3 separate regions of the Oryctolagus cuniculus genome follow, and regions 1 and 3 are each linked to region 2. The links are chromatin contacts, called in public Micro-C maps. All regions are on one chromosome and are shown on one strand. The core of a region is the stretch at or near the end of the contact, and the rest is flanking DNA. Distances in the headings are between cores, read along the strand shown.

What was found. Hi-C and Micro-C count contacts between places; a contact is called where the count stands out from the background.
Region 1: a contact with region 2 is called in a Micro-C map of ear pinna, with 8 times the contacts expected there. The contact joins the promoter of DCAF8 here to the promoter of IGSF8 in region 2. A contact is called at or near these places in 3 of 6 Hi-C or Micro-C datasets (ear pinna, psoas muscle and an unstated tissue).
Region 3: a contact with region 2 is called in a Micro-C map of ear pinna, with 3 times the contacts expected there. The contact joins the promoter of TAGLN2 here to the promoter of IGSF8 in region 2. A contact is called at or near these places in 2 of 6 Hi-C or Micro-C datasets (ear pinna and an unstated tissue).

The regions. Positions count from the first base shown.
Region 1 is chr7:38,635,783-38,640,287 of mOryCun1.1, forward strand. It overlaps DCAF8 (DDB1 and CUL4 associated factor 8), which reads left to right and starts at 1,476. Exons shown (of 20, transcript XR_011390341.1): 1 at 1,476-1,604; 2 at 2,912-3,021; 3 at 3,434-3,599; 4 at 4,011-4,096; 5 at 4,289-4,450.
Region 2 is chr7:38,822,570-38,826,997 of mOryCun1.1, forward strand. IGSF8 (immunoglobulin superfamily member 8) reads left to right here and starts at 2,733. Exons shown (of 7, transcript XM_002715248.5): 1 at 2,733-3,023. The coding sequence starts at 2,747.
Region 3 is chr7:39,016,929-39,021,389 of mOryCun1.1, forward strand. TAGLN2 (transgelin 2) reads left to right here and starts at 3,120. Exons shown (of 5, transcript XM_070077488.1): 1 at 3,120-3,423. All of the region lies in intron 1 of LOC138850517 (a long non-coding RNA gene), which reads right to left. It overlaps IGSF9 (immunoglobulin superfamily member 9), which reads left to right. Exons shown (of 20, transcript XM_051858482.2): 18 at 1-656; 19 at 849-967; 20 at 1,181-1,660. The coding sequence ends at 1,362.

The DNA.
Region 1 (4,505 bases), core at 226-2,725, 190 kb before region 2:
TGAGCCTCTCCTACCTTCATTCCCTCAGAGACTGGGTTCTGTGTAAAGAGAGTAAGTCAGTCAGGGAAGGCAGGCTCATCACTACTACATTTGGATTTCCCTCTTGCTCACCCTAAGGTCCCAGAGTTGTTTTCTCTAACTTGGGTTAGAAGTTCCTGACCCTGCGTCCTTTAATTTGACAAGGTTTTGTATTAAAAATTTATCTGTTTGGGGCAGGCGTTGTGGTGCAGTGGGTTAAACCACTGCCTCCTCTGCTAGCATTCCATATGGGAGCTGGTTTGAGTCCCAGTTGCTTCACTCCTGATCCAACTCTCTGCTAATTGCCTGGGCAAGCAACAGAAGATGGCCCAAGTGGTTGGGCCCCTGCCACCCACAATAGAGACTTGGAAGAAGTTCCTGGTTCCCTTGTGGCCATCTGAGGAGTGAACCATCAGATGGAAGATCTCTCTCCTCACTCTGTAACTCTGCCTTTCAAATAAATCTTATTTTTTAAAAATTATTTATTTGAAGGGCAGAGAGACAGAATGATGAGGATCTTCCATCTGCTGGTTCACTCCTGAAATGCCCACAACAGCTCAGAGCTGGGTGTGGCCAAAGCTGGGAATTCAGTCCGGGTCTGCCACGTGGTTGGCAGGGACTCAAGTACCTGAGCCATCACCTGCTCCCTCCCAAAGTGTGTATTAGTAGGAATCTGGAGCATAGCTGGCCTTGAACCCTGGCACGCCAATCGGTGTAGAATGTGGGCATCCCAACTGACATGTTAACCGCTATGCTCAACACCTGACCCGTAGAACTACAGTTTTCTAATAGGGCCTGAGAGATACCCACTAGATTCAGCAGAGAACTGTGCTTGACTAGGATCTGGAAGAACAAAAAGTGACCAATGAGTGCTGACCAAATTGTAAGCCCTGGGGCAGGAGCTGGGGATATAACAGTGAAGACAATAGAAGAAAACCTTTGTCTTTATTCTGCTTATACTCTACAGGATTGGGGATTAATAATAATAATAATAATAAACCAGAATAAATAAGGAAAATACATAGTATATCAGATAGTGTTTGATGTCAGAAAAGAGAGGGGAATTAGAAATTTGGGGGGTGCAATTTTATTTGGTGAAAAGCATTGCAGAGATGACATTTGAATGAAATACTAGAGGAAGTGAGGGGGAAAATATTACGTTATGCGCTGTAAGAGTCTTTTTTTTTTTTTTTTTGGTCATATATGCAGATTCTGGTTATTCCTAAGCAGTTTGTCCCAAACTGGCCTACCCACAGCTCTGGAAGAAATAATGAAAGACTCATTTAGGTAAAGTGGGAACCTGAAGGCAGAGCACAACACTAAGCTCCCATTCTCCATGGTTCAACGGTCCTAGGCAAGAGAGAAAACAACAAAAACAATTCCAAACCTTCCTGTCCCTTTAAAGAGGGCGGTTCTGCACTGGCCAATAATACCCGCGGCTGCCGGGAAGGGGCGGGGCGAGGGCGGGGCTCGCGGCGCCGGTGTCCTCCTCCTACGGCAAGCCGGAGGTAGCAAGATGGCGGCCGCAGAGGAAGGTTGTGGTGCCGCGGCCGAAGCGGACCGGGAATTGGAGGAGCTTCTGGAAAGTAAGAGCCCGTAATGGGAATGGCTCGAAGGGGGCGAGAATGAGGGACCCATTCAGAGGGTAAAGTGAACCTGAGATATTTGGGGCTGAGCGGGAGAGACTCTGCCAAGGTTGGGCGGGGGCGGAGTTCTGACTGCGACCCCTGATTCGATCTCTGGGTCACCGGGCCGCTCCCGGGTGGCGGCAGCAGGGGAGCTCGCCTAGTGGTAACCGGCCTTGTCAGGGCTGTGCTTCCTGATCCTCCTCTAACCTGCCTTTGCTTTTGATTAGTACCAAGTTCTTGAAGTCGAACTTGTTCCCTGCCCCCAGCAGTTTTGGCCCTTGGTGGGCGGGCGGCTGAGTGAACCTTCACGGATTGCCTGCGTTAACTCTTATTGTGTCCTTCTGTTATCTGTAACACAAAAATTTTGTCTCCTCCCAAACCTTTCTCCTTTCCCGGCCCCTGCTGCAGTTCTTTGGTCATGTTAGTTCAAGCAAACCCCTTTCCTATTTGAGAAACAGGATGCAGTAGTCCCCCGGGGGAAGAGAGTGCACTCTTCTGAAAGAGCACGGAGATTCTTTTCTCCCTTAGCCTTGTCCTTCGCTTCTCTGTCGCTTTCCTGCCCTGAGTGGGGCTTGGCCCTTTCCTAGGCTTGGCAGGCAGAGTGGTGGTGACAACACAGGCTCTTCAGGGCAGAGGTGATTTTACTGCTATCTCTTACCCAATCACGGAGATGTGGGCAGGCAGAAGAATGAACAGAACAGTGAGGTGTGCCAAGTGCCAAGTAAATGGGCAGATGGTTATCTGCAGAGGGAGAAACCAAAGGGAGAACTCAGTTGGAGAGTAAGAAAGTTGAATTCCCCGCCATAGAGCACAGAGGGAGATCCTCAGTCTGTGCTAGCACCAAGTCCAACAGGACGCAGGTGGGACATCTGGTGCTTTCCTGCCAGAGATTATCCCCTTTAGCGTTCCAGAGTGCATTCAGGGGAGTAAGGACACCTAGGTCTCTGCTCTTGTGGGAAATTTGTATGGAATTTCTCAGGAATCAGAGTATGTGCGTGCAGATGGCTGTGCAGAACTGTAACCCTGTAATCCTCGCAGCTCTGAGGGGATGCTTTTCCCACCTTAAGGAATTTCTTCCTGTTTGAGCTCAGTAAATTAGGTAATCTAAGTGGGATGCTTATTGATGGGTTGGCTGGGTGGGGGAGACAAAACTGAGGAAAGTTGGCAATATGAACGATCGTTTTCCTAATGCTTTGCCCAGAAACCAGCCAGCCTTACAGCCTCATCTGTCCCCAACACACACACCGTGTCTCTTGTCTCTGAAGGTGCTCTTGATGATTTCGATAAAGCCAAACCTTCCCCAGCACCCCTTCCTACCACCACGGCCCCCGATGCATCGGGGCCCCAGAAGAAATCGCCAGGAGACACTGCCAAAGTACACATTCTAGTCCCTTAAGGGAGGGGGCGGGGATGGGCATGCAGCTCTGAGCAGAGGTGGGGCAGGCCCCTGTGGGCCAGAGGGGAGGCGGGGAAGGGTGCCTTGGCCTCAGATCGCTGAGTGCTGTTGCAGGCCTCAGCCCTTGTGAAACAGGGACTTGAGGCTGAGTGGAAGAATCTCAAGAAACCTCCTTGGGAAAAAAGTAGGTTTAAATGGTTGGATTGGTATGCTCCCCTGTACCCCTCCCTCACTGGCCAGATGCCTTACTGGGATAGGTGGTTAGAATGTCCTGTGGAGGTGGGTAGGAGGGAGGCGCTGCATTTCCAAGAGCTACTACCTGTGGCTTCTGTGAGAGGCCAGGCCAAAGTGCAGTGCTGTAAAAGGTACTGTGGTTGCCCCTCCTCTGCAGGATGCCCTTTTCGCCTCCCAAGAGAAGTTTTTCCAGGAGCTGTTTGACAGTGAGCTGGCTTCCCAAGCCACTGCAGAGTTTGAGAAAGCAATGAAGGAGTTGGCTGAGGAAGAGCCCCACCTGGTGGAGCAGTTCCAGAAGCTCTCAGAAGCTGCCGGGAGAGTGGGTAAGGAGAGTGGGTAAAGACCCCAGAAAATGGGACTGTCTAAGCAGACCTCTTAAGTCTGTTGCTCGAAGACACCAGAATTCTTAGCAAAATTGATAGCTATCATGATGTCATAGCCGTGAGGTGGTGGGGTGAGCCATGGGTGAAGGGATGAGAATCCTGCTTAATGGAAGAGATGAGATAGGTTGGGAAGTAATAGAAAAGATTTTTCAAAACTGTTTCCATTACAGAGACTAAAGTGATAAGGAGTCATGTAAAACTGTGAACTGATCGTGAAAATAACTGTAGAGTATTCAAAGATTTCACTAGTTGGTGCTTCATGTCCTTGGTATCCAAGCTGGAAACCAGGTCAGTCCAGGCAAGGGAATGGTTAAAATCCTAAGTGGTCTTGGCCCTTTTGATCTTTCTTAGGCAGTGATGCAACCTCCCAACAAGAATTTACTTCTTGCCTGAAGGAGACACTCAGTGGACTGGCCAAAAACGCCACTGACCTTCAGGTGAGGGCTTGTGGTCCACACACTTCACCAGCTGCGTCAGCAGAATGCTGGCTCCTGTGTGTATCATCCTCAGTCTGGCCCTTCCTCACTGTTTTGTAATCGACAATTTTAGATGGTTCTTTACCACCTGAGACGGTGGCGAGGATCCCGAGAAGACAGTATACCTACTCATCTCTCTCTTGTCCTATCTAGAACTCAGGCATGTCAGAAGAGGAGCTGACCAAGGCCATGGAAGGGCTGGGCATGGATGAAGGGGATGGAGAAGGGAACATTCTCCCCATCATGCAGAGTATTATGCAGAACCTGTTATCCAAGGATGTACTATATCCATCACTGAAGGAGATCACAGAAAAGGTTTGTGAACTTCCAAACTCTGCTTTTTCCCCTTGCTCTGTATCATAGCAACTCA
Region 2 (4,428 bases), core at 1,483-3,982:
AGGCCTGGACCACGGGCTCCCTCTGCCGGCCACCTCTGGAACCCGCAGCCTGGGGAGGGGCACGCGGAAGAAGCTGCGCCCTCCTGGCGCCTTTGCGCCCCCTGGAGACCCCAGACCAGCCCTCAACGCCTACCTGCGTGCCACAGCTCCTGCGCAGCTTCAAGCGATAGGCTGAGGATGATCCCTCAGCTCCCTGAAGGATCCTCCGATAACGTCCAACCTGGGGATTGTTGGTACTTGTTGCTGGTGTGTGCCCCTAGCAATGACAGCGATCCCTGGGGGCAGGGGACAATGCCTGTGCTGTTTACCAGGCCATCTCCAGTGCACAGCACAAGGCCTGGCCCAACCAGCGTTTGCTGCATGAATGAGTTTATAGGTTGGAGAGGTTTGTGGAGGAGACACAGTGGGGTGTAGGTAGGTTTGGGGCTTTGGGGACAGACAGGCCTAGGCTCAAATCACACCTTGACTGCTACATCAGGTTAACTGGAAAAAAGAGTTGCATAGGTTAAAGAAGCAGACTCAGAGATTGTAATGAGGGGAGACCAGGGGACACTGTCTACTATCAAAGGTGGAGGTAGAGGCTGAGGCCTGGATGTCTGGTTACTCCAAGTATTTATTATCCATGGTGACATGATCGATTAATCATAAAAAAGTGCAGTTTTGTGAAAACAGGATTTCATGATGAGGAAATTTAAACATGCTGAAACAGGGAACAATAGGAGTTTTGGTGTTCACAGGAAAGAGTTGTTTGCTTGGAAGCCATGATTAAGAGAACAGTCGCAATGTGGAGGGTCTTGAGGGGGCCTAATTATTAACTGGGGCAAGCCCAAAGCATTTCCTTAGCTGCTTTGTCATCATGTCAACTGACCTTTGCCATTGTTAACTGAACATTGTAATCTGGCCAAGCATGCCTCCCGCAGAATTCAGGCCATGTGGTGGTCTCCAAAATCTAGGCCTTTAACAGAATCTGGGCCATGTGGTGGGTCCCAACGCTTGACCCTTTAACAGCTGTGTGGCCTAGGGTGGACCTCGGGTTGCTTTTCTGTTAAATGACACCATCTTGCAAAATTTGCTGTGAAGACTAGCAGTAATGTCCCAAGGGACCCTACCGTGGAAGCGTTCCAGAAGTGGCATCAGCTACTGCGATCATGATGGCTAACGCCTCAAGCATCAGGAAGGCATTAAATCTACTCAACTCCTGAAGAAAGGGAGGATGCCGGGGCCAGTGCTGTGGCGTGGTCGGTTAAGCCTCTGCCTGCAGTGCCAGCATTTCATACGGGCGCTGGTTCATATCCTGGCTGCTCCACTTCTGATCAAACTCCCTGCTGGTGGCCTGGAGGGCAGTGGAAAAAGGCCTTAGTGCTTGGGCCCCTGCACCCACACGGGAGACCCGGAAGAAGCTCCTGGCTCCTGGCTTTAGATCAGCCCAGCTCTGGCCATTATGGCCATTTGGGGAATGAACCAGCAAATGGAAGACCTGTCTTTCCCTCTCTCTGTCTGTAACTCTACTTCTCAAATAAATAAATAAATCTTTAAAAGCTCCCTTATGCGTCTAGGGATGGACTTGATGCAATGAGTCTGCAGGTTCCAGGCTGTGGATATATGGATAAACAGACGCCCTGCTGGCCTGCCTCTGGGCCCACACTGGGAGGTGACGGCCTCTAGGTGCCCTCCAGGCTCCCAAGCTCTGCTTCCTCCAGGGGTCCTGAGTGAGACTGCAACTGGCCAATCCATGATCACCTGCTCTGAATTGGGCACTGTGCCAGGCTCTGGAAGGGTCTGGTCTGGCCCCTGCCGCTTCCGCTCTCTGGGCCCCGGCTTCCTTCTCTGTAATGGGGGAGGTGAGAACTCAGAAAGGACAAGTAGGGGCTGAAGGGCGCCAGGTGCGAGGTGAGCCCTAGGGTCCCCTCCCATTGGCAGCCACTTTGGCCCGCCTGGCTGTTCCCTCTCTCCCTCCCCCTTGCCGCCCCTCCCACGGCCCCCTTCTCCAGGGCAGAGCACCTAGGAACCAGTTGCTCCTCCTCACCCCCCCCCCCAGGCCCTACCCTTCCCAGCTCCTCCCACTGGACACAAAACCCCAGGTCTGAACTAAGGAAACGGTTTTAATAATAACTGAAAAAACAAAACAACGTCCCCACGCCAGTTCCTCGTTCGTGTAGGTTACCCTGGGCCAAAACTCCAGCGTCAGTCCTCACGGTTACCCGGGGGGGGGGGAGGGGGGAGGATGCCGGCGGACGTGATAGAACTCAGTTCTGTCTGCAAGGGAGAAAACTGAGGCTGAGGGAGGTTAAGCAGCGGCACCAGGAAGCAATGGCTTCCGGATGACGCACCCTCCTAACCCATTCTTTCATTTCGCTCTCTGTGGGGGGTGGGGGTGTGGGGAGGTGGTACGGGTCTCCCGGGGCCCTGAACGGGGTTTCAGCCCAAAGCCCCCCCCCCCCCCCCCCCGCGTCCCGGAACTCCGGGGTCCTGCTACCCCTTCTGCAGGGTTTGCTGCGAAGACCAGTGGCCCAGAGCAAGTGACTGGATTTTAAACACGTGGCCACCACCCCAGGGCTCCTGTATCCAGCCCTCCGGGAAAGGCTAGCAGGTGCAGGGCGGGGGTGAGCTCGTTGCGAGGGTAGATAGGGATGAGCCCAGGGCCGGGGCGGGGCCTGGGGCGGGGCCAAGACTGGAGTCTGGCGGGGCGGGACTGTGACTGGGCGGGGCCGGGAACCGCGGCGGGGCGGGACGAGGCGGGACGGGAATGGTCCCTGGGGCCGCCGAGGGCGGGAGTAAAAGCAGCGGGAGGAGGCAGAGAGGAGGGGGGACCCAGCAGCTCCCGCTCGGCGCCGGGCCGCTCCGTATACCCACGCCTCGCTGCTCCGCTTCTTGCTCCCCACCCGGGCATGCGCCCCCCGCGGCCCCGGCCCCGCAGAGTCCGCGCCGCCCCCCGGAGACTCCTCAGATCCGGCTGCGCACGATGGGCGCCCTCCGCCCCACGCCGCCGCCGCGGTTGCTGCAGTTGCTGCTGCTAACGCTGGGTAAGCCCGGCCCCCGCCCCGGCCCCGCTGTCTCCCCCGCCTTTCTGAACTCCTCGCAGCCCCCTTCTGCCTCAAGGGTGTCTCCAGCCTCCCCGGGCTCGGCGCCCCGCTGCTCTAGGTGAGAGCGGTATGGCCGAGTCTGTATGGGGAGAGGCAGGGCTCCCCAGCTCCAGGCCTGGGAACTGGGGCACCCCGGATCTCAGGGAGGCAGCCCCGCTTCTCAGCCCGCATATTTAGATCCTGGGGTCGCCGCAAACGAAGTGCTGCAGGTCCCTTCTGCCCCCCACTCAGTCCCAGGCCTGGCCTTGGGTGTCTGCCCTGCGTGGGCAGTGCCTGCCCGTCTTCGTAATTGCATCAGAGTTGGCTAGAGGCCCAGGAGCCGCTTCTGCCCACAATCTTTGAAGTTGCTGTTCCCTAATTGCCCCCCATACACTTTATCTGAGGTTGGGGGCGGTTTCTACTCTCAGCCCCATCTCCACCCTGGGCCGGGTCCCTCCTTGCCGGTCTTCAGCGCTCCCGGATGGCACTGTGCCCTGCGACCCCCACTGGTCGGCACACCCCTTGAGTGACTGCTTCCCTGCCTCATGAGACGCTAAGCTCCATGGAGACTGATTCTGCGAGCTCCAAGCAACTTGTCCACAGTCTGGGTGTTTATGGGGGCCGTCTGGGGCCGGCCTTGCATGGATGCTCCAGGGTAGTGACAGTGGGATTGGTTGAGGCCTGGAGCGGAGATTCTCTGTTGGAGGTGTGTGGGCAAGAGTGTGGTGGGGAGACAGTACAGCTGCCTGCGTGGCTGCCCAGAAGACCCAAGGCCTGGGAACAGGAGCGCCATGGGTGGGGGAGTTAGAGGAGCCGATTGCAGAGGAGCAGGGTGCAGGGGGAGAGGGTGGTGGCTTGAGAGCTGGGGTAGTCAACGCAGAAGCCCCAGCCACCGCCTGTTTCCAGATAGTGCAGTCTTCCCTTGCCTCACCGCCCTGTGCCCACGGGGCTAGGAGGAGGCCTTTCTTTGGGTCCCTGGCCGGGAAGCAGATGGGTGTAGAGCGAGGAAGGAGCTGGGGGACCTGGTTGCCTAGCACTTGGCTCCTTCTCCCCAGTGGAAAGCATGGGGCAGTGAGGAGCCCAGGGGAGGTGGAGGTGGGGAGGGGGGATGCACAGAGAGGATCTGAGGGCTCACCTGCAGTGAGTGCTGGAGCCAGGATGTGAACCCAGATCCAGTCACCAGGGAGGGGGCTGGCTGGGGAGAGGAGCTGTGTGACAGCTCATTTCCCAAGGCTGGGAGGGTGACTTTCCCATGGGGATCTCCAGGCATCAGCAGCTGTGGAGCCAGGGAGGGCTGAGGGGCCCTTCTGAGCAGAGTCTGCCTCGAGGGAGTAGGCAGGAGTGGGGTGGGGTGGGGGGGAGGTGT
Region 3 (4,461 bases), core at 1,870-4,369, 190 kb after region 2:
GGACCCACCGGGGTGCCCCCACAAGAAAAGCCGGGCGCAGAGCGGGCAGAACCTCGGACGCCAGCCCGGCGGCTGGTCCGGTCCTTTGACTGTAGCAGCAGCAGCCCCAGTGGGGCACCCCAGCCCCTCTGCATTGCAGACATCAGCCCCGTGGGGCCCCCTCCGGCAGCCCCGCCCAGTCCCGTGCCGGGCCCCGGACCCCTGCTCCAGTACCTGAGCCTGCCCTTCTTCCGAGAAATGAATGTGGATGGAGACTGGCCCCCCCTTGAGGAGCCCCGCCCTGCTCCGCCTCCGGATTACATGGATACCCGGCCCTGCCCCATGTCATCGTTCCTTCGCCCTCCAGATTCCCCCTCCAGAACAGGTCTTCCTGGGGCTCTAGTGGGGGCTGGGGTCGCCTCCGAACCCCCCTACACAGCCCTGGCTGACTGGACTCTCAGGGAGCGGTTGCTGCCAGGCCTTTTCCCCGCTGCCCCTCGGGGCAGCCTTACCAGCCAGAGCAGCGGGCGAGGCAGTGCCTCCTTCCTGCGGCCCCCATCCACAGCGCCCTCTGCTGGAGGCAGCTACCTCAGTCCTGCTCCAGGGGACACCAGCAGCTGGGCCAGCGGTCCTGAGAGGTGGACCCGAAGGGAACATGTGATGACAGTCAGCAAGAGGTGAGGGCGGTCCCTGCCCACCCCTGCCCTTACTGCAGCCCTGCTCCATGGTCCCAGACATCCCCAATACCCTGTGCCTCTGGCTCCAGTCCCACCCTGGACTTTTGCTGAGGTCCAGGGATTTTCACGGGGGAGCCCTTGGCCCAACCCGAGTGTGATGATCCCCTCTTCCTTCGCCCACACTGTTAACAGGAGGAACACATCTGTGGATGAGAACTACGAATGGGACTCAGAATTCCCTGGGGACATGGAATTGCTGGAGACCCTGCACCTGGGCCTGGCACGGAGACCTGAACCAGAGCCCGAGCTAGGTGTGTGAGCCCTTTCGGAAAGGCAGGCACTCCTGGCTGCGTGTCCCCCTGCAGGACCCGGCCATCCTATCTGTGCCTGTGCCCCAGTTCCTCTGCTCCGAACTGTCTTGTTCCTTGGCTCACGCAGGCTGGAAGGTCCCAGGGAGCTTCATGGCTGAGCACCCTGGGGGATCTTGAAGCTCCTTCCCTCACTGTCCTGCCTTCTTCTTGCAGGCATAAAAAGTCCAGAGGAGGGCTGCTTGCTGGATGCAGCCCGTGCATCTGGCCCCGAGGCCCGCTGTGCTGCCCTTCGGGAGGAATTCTTGGCTTTCCGCCGCCGCCGAGACGCCTCCAGGGCCCGGCTGCCAGTCTACCGGCAGCCAGCCCCCCACCCTGAACAGGCCACTCTGCTGTGAACACCCCTAACACGAGCCTGGACAAAGGCTTGTGGACCTGCAAAGGAGGGCCCCAGTAAGACTTCGCTCCCTCCTGCCCCAGTGGTGCCCAACAGAACCTGACTGGGCTGGGGTGAGCTTGGTGTGAGATGTACACACTTCCGTGCTGGTGCCCTGGGTGACTGTGGGGATTGGAATAGGGATCCTAGATCTGCCCCTTGTGTGTGTGTGTTTGTGTGTGTGTGCGCACACACACGTGTGTGTGGTGCTGGTGGTGCGGGTGAAGTTTTTTACAGGTAAATAAAGAAAGTGAAAAATGTTTCTGTGTGTTACCTGGTTTTGAATCTGAGGGAGAGGTGGGAAAATCATTACAGAGGAGGAGAATCGTCCTGAACAAGTACGGGTGCGTGCAGCGGCATTCCAGAAGCATTTACTGGGGCAGGCACCTGATAGAGCAGCTAAGGTGCCACAGGGGACTCCCGCAGCCTTTATCAAGCCTGGGTTCAAATCCTGGCCCTGCTTCCTGCTAATGTGCACAGTGGGAGGCAGTGCTAATGGCTCAGGTACTTGGGTCCCTGCCACCCGCTGGGAGATCAGAGTTGAGTTTCAGGCTCCTGGTTACAGCCTGGCCCAACCCTGGCTGATGTGGGCATTTGGGGAGTGAACAAGCAGTTAGAAATTCTGTCTCTCTACCTTTCAAATAAAGTAACAATAAATACATGAATATTTTTAAAAAGCATTTATTGAGTGCCTAATGAGGCCAGTTAATAAAGACCAGCCACTAAAACAAAGTTTAGCAAAAAGACAAAGTTCACTGAGACTTGCCTTAGCCCTTAGGGAGTTCTTGTCAGGCCAAAAATAAAGAAATAGTTACTGTGTGATACGATAAGTTCTGTGATAAAGCTGTGTGTTGGTTATTATCATAGCACAAAGGAAGGAGTTCAGCTCAAGTAAACATGCAGTGAATCGTGTGCTAAGGCACGTGCTACAAAGGAGGCTCCTCAAAGGGAGGTGGTGGTGATAATGACAGCATTCACCATGTGCCAGCCACCACTCTCAGCTCTTCCCCTGTGCAGGTGCACTCTCCCAAGCCGAGTTACGTGGTCCTATTAGCTCTGTTTTACAGGCTAGGGAACTGAAACCTAGCGTGCTTCGGGAATCTGCCCAAAAGTCACACAGCAGCTCAGGTTGAACAGGAGAAGCGAATCAAGAAAGGAAAACATCCCAGGCACAGGAAGAGCTCTTACGAAGGCACAGGGTGGGAGGGATACAGGACTAGGTGGGACTTGGGGAATGACAGAATGGGAAGGCTGGAGGGGACTGGTTGTTCACGTCCTTGAATATCACGTACAGTGCGGAGGCTCCTATACACCAGCTCCACTAATAGGCGTAAATGGGGACTCCACCCTGGGGACTGCTGAGGGGATATCACCCTAAACTCCGCTGCCCTCCCCCCACCTGCCACCCTTCTCCTGCTCTGAGCCCCCCCTTGCTGATCCTCCTAGGACTTAAGACTGACTCCAGGTCACACAGGGGATGGCAGGGGAACAGGAGTCAGCTGTGAACCCTGGATACCAAGACCAACCACGCCCTTTGGATGGGGGTGGGGAGGGCAAGGAGTGACCTCACTGTTAGCACCTGTCCTAGCTTGAAGGAGGTGGAGGGCAAGACCACGTGGGGATGCTGTCCTGGCCTGCAAACCCCAATTCTGTCACACCCTAGTGGGGTGGGGGGAGGCTGCCTTCCTGTGGCTCCATTTACCTTGCTAACCTAGACACGCCCACAGTCTTGAGCTAACCTTGTAGGCAGAAAATTTCTTACTGGGGCACAAGTCTATGGATGGAGACCACTGCAGCTGCGGTTGTAGGCAGACTTCTCACATCCTTTAGCCTTCATTCCTACCCACCCTGCCCCTCTTAAGTTTATAGGCGCGGCGCCTTTAAACTTTCTCGGCCCTTGCCCCGCCCCTGGTCCGCCCTGTCTGAGGCGGGACCCTCCAGAAAACCCCTGGCCCCGGCTGGGCGCTACGCTTGTTGCTGAAGCCCCTGCCTGGAGTGAGCAACAGTCCAGCCCGCTTGAACGGTGAGCAGTAGCGTGGGTCCGGGCGGGAGACTGGGGGCAGGGGGATGTGCGTGGTCTTCAGAAAGCACGAAGCCAGAGCCTGAGACTTGCTCAGGGAGCTTGGGGGTCAAAGGGCTGGTTCCTGCAGGGATCCGATGACTGCTCCGCCCCAGCCCATGCTGTCAGCTCCTGTCCCCCAAAGCTGAACTTTGCCGGACAATGGGGTTCCACGAGGTTTGCGGGTGCATAGACGGACCGCCCGTCAGGAACAGAGGCTCCAGAGCCGGTCCCCATGGGGCCAAGGAAAGGAGGGCGTCGGACGTAGGTCCAGGGTCCCCGTGCGCGCCTTGGGCAGGCTCCACGCTCTCGGGGTTCTTGTGCGACCCTCCACTTCCTGGTCCTTGGAGCACGTGTGGGCACTGCCTGCGCTCTGAGTCTCCGAGGCCGCCTTTCCAGCTCGCTTTGATGTACCCGAGGTCACGGGCGGAGGCTAGGAGGTCTCCGTGCGCTGCGCCCAAGGCGGCCTCGCCGTCTCCAAGGCAGCGGTGGTCGCCAGGAGAGCCCCCGACCTCAGAAGTCTGAGGCTGCTGCCCGACCGCTCGCCAGGGTGCCCCTGTCTTCGAGGTGGGAGGGCGACTGCTCTCCAAGAACCCTTATCCCTGCCCGGGCCCCGCTGTCCCCCACGCGTGCCCCCTGCTGCTGGGAAAGCCCGTGGTGGCCGCGGGCGGGCGGGCTGCCCAAACCACTGCGTCACCCCAGCGGCGGGCCGTCGGGCGGGGGTGAGTCATCCGCAGTAACGGCCCAGGGCGTGGCGGTGGGGGTGGGGGGCGGAGGAGCGGCCTTGGGGCCAGACCTGCGGGCCGGAAGTGGACTGCAGCCTCCCCCCGCCCCGCAGGCTTCCTGGAGCCTCCTGGAGCCTGTATGGGGAGGCTCTGGGGGCGCCTGGTATCGGCGGCGCAGGAGGAAACCGGGTGGGACTGGGGATGGAATGTGGAGGTTCGGTGTGGGAGGAGACCTGTGGCCTGGACGGGCTCCCCAGCAGTTCTCTTTGACTCCAGA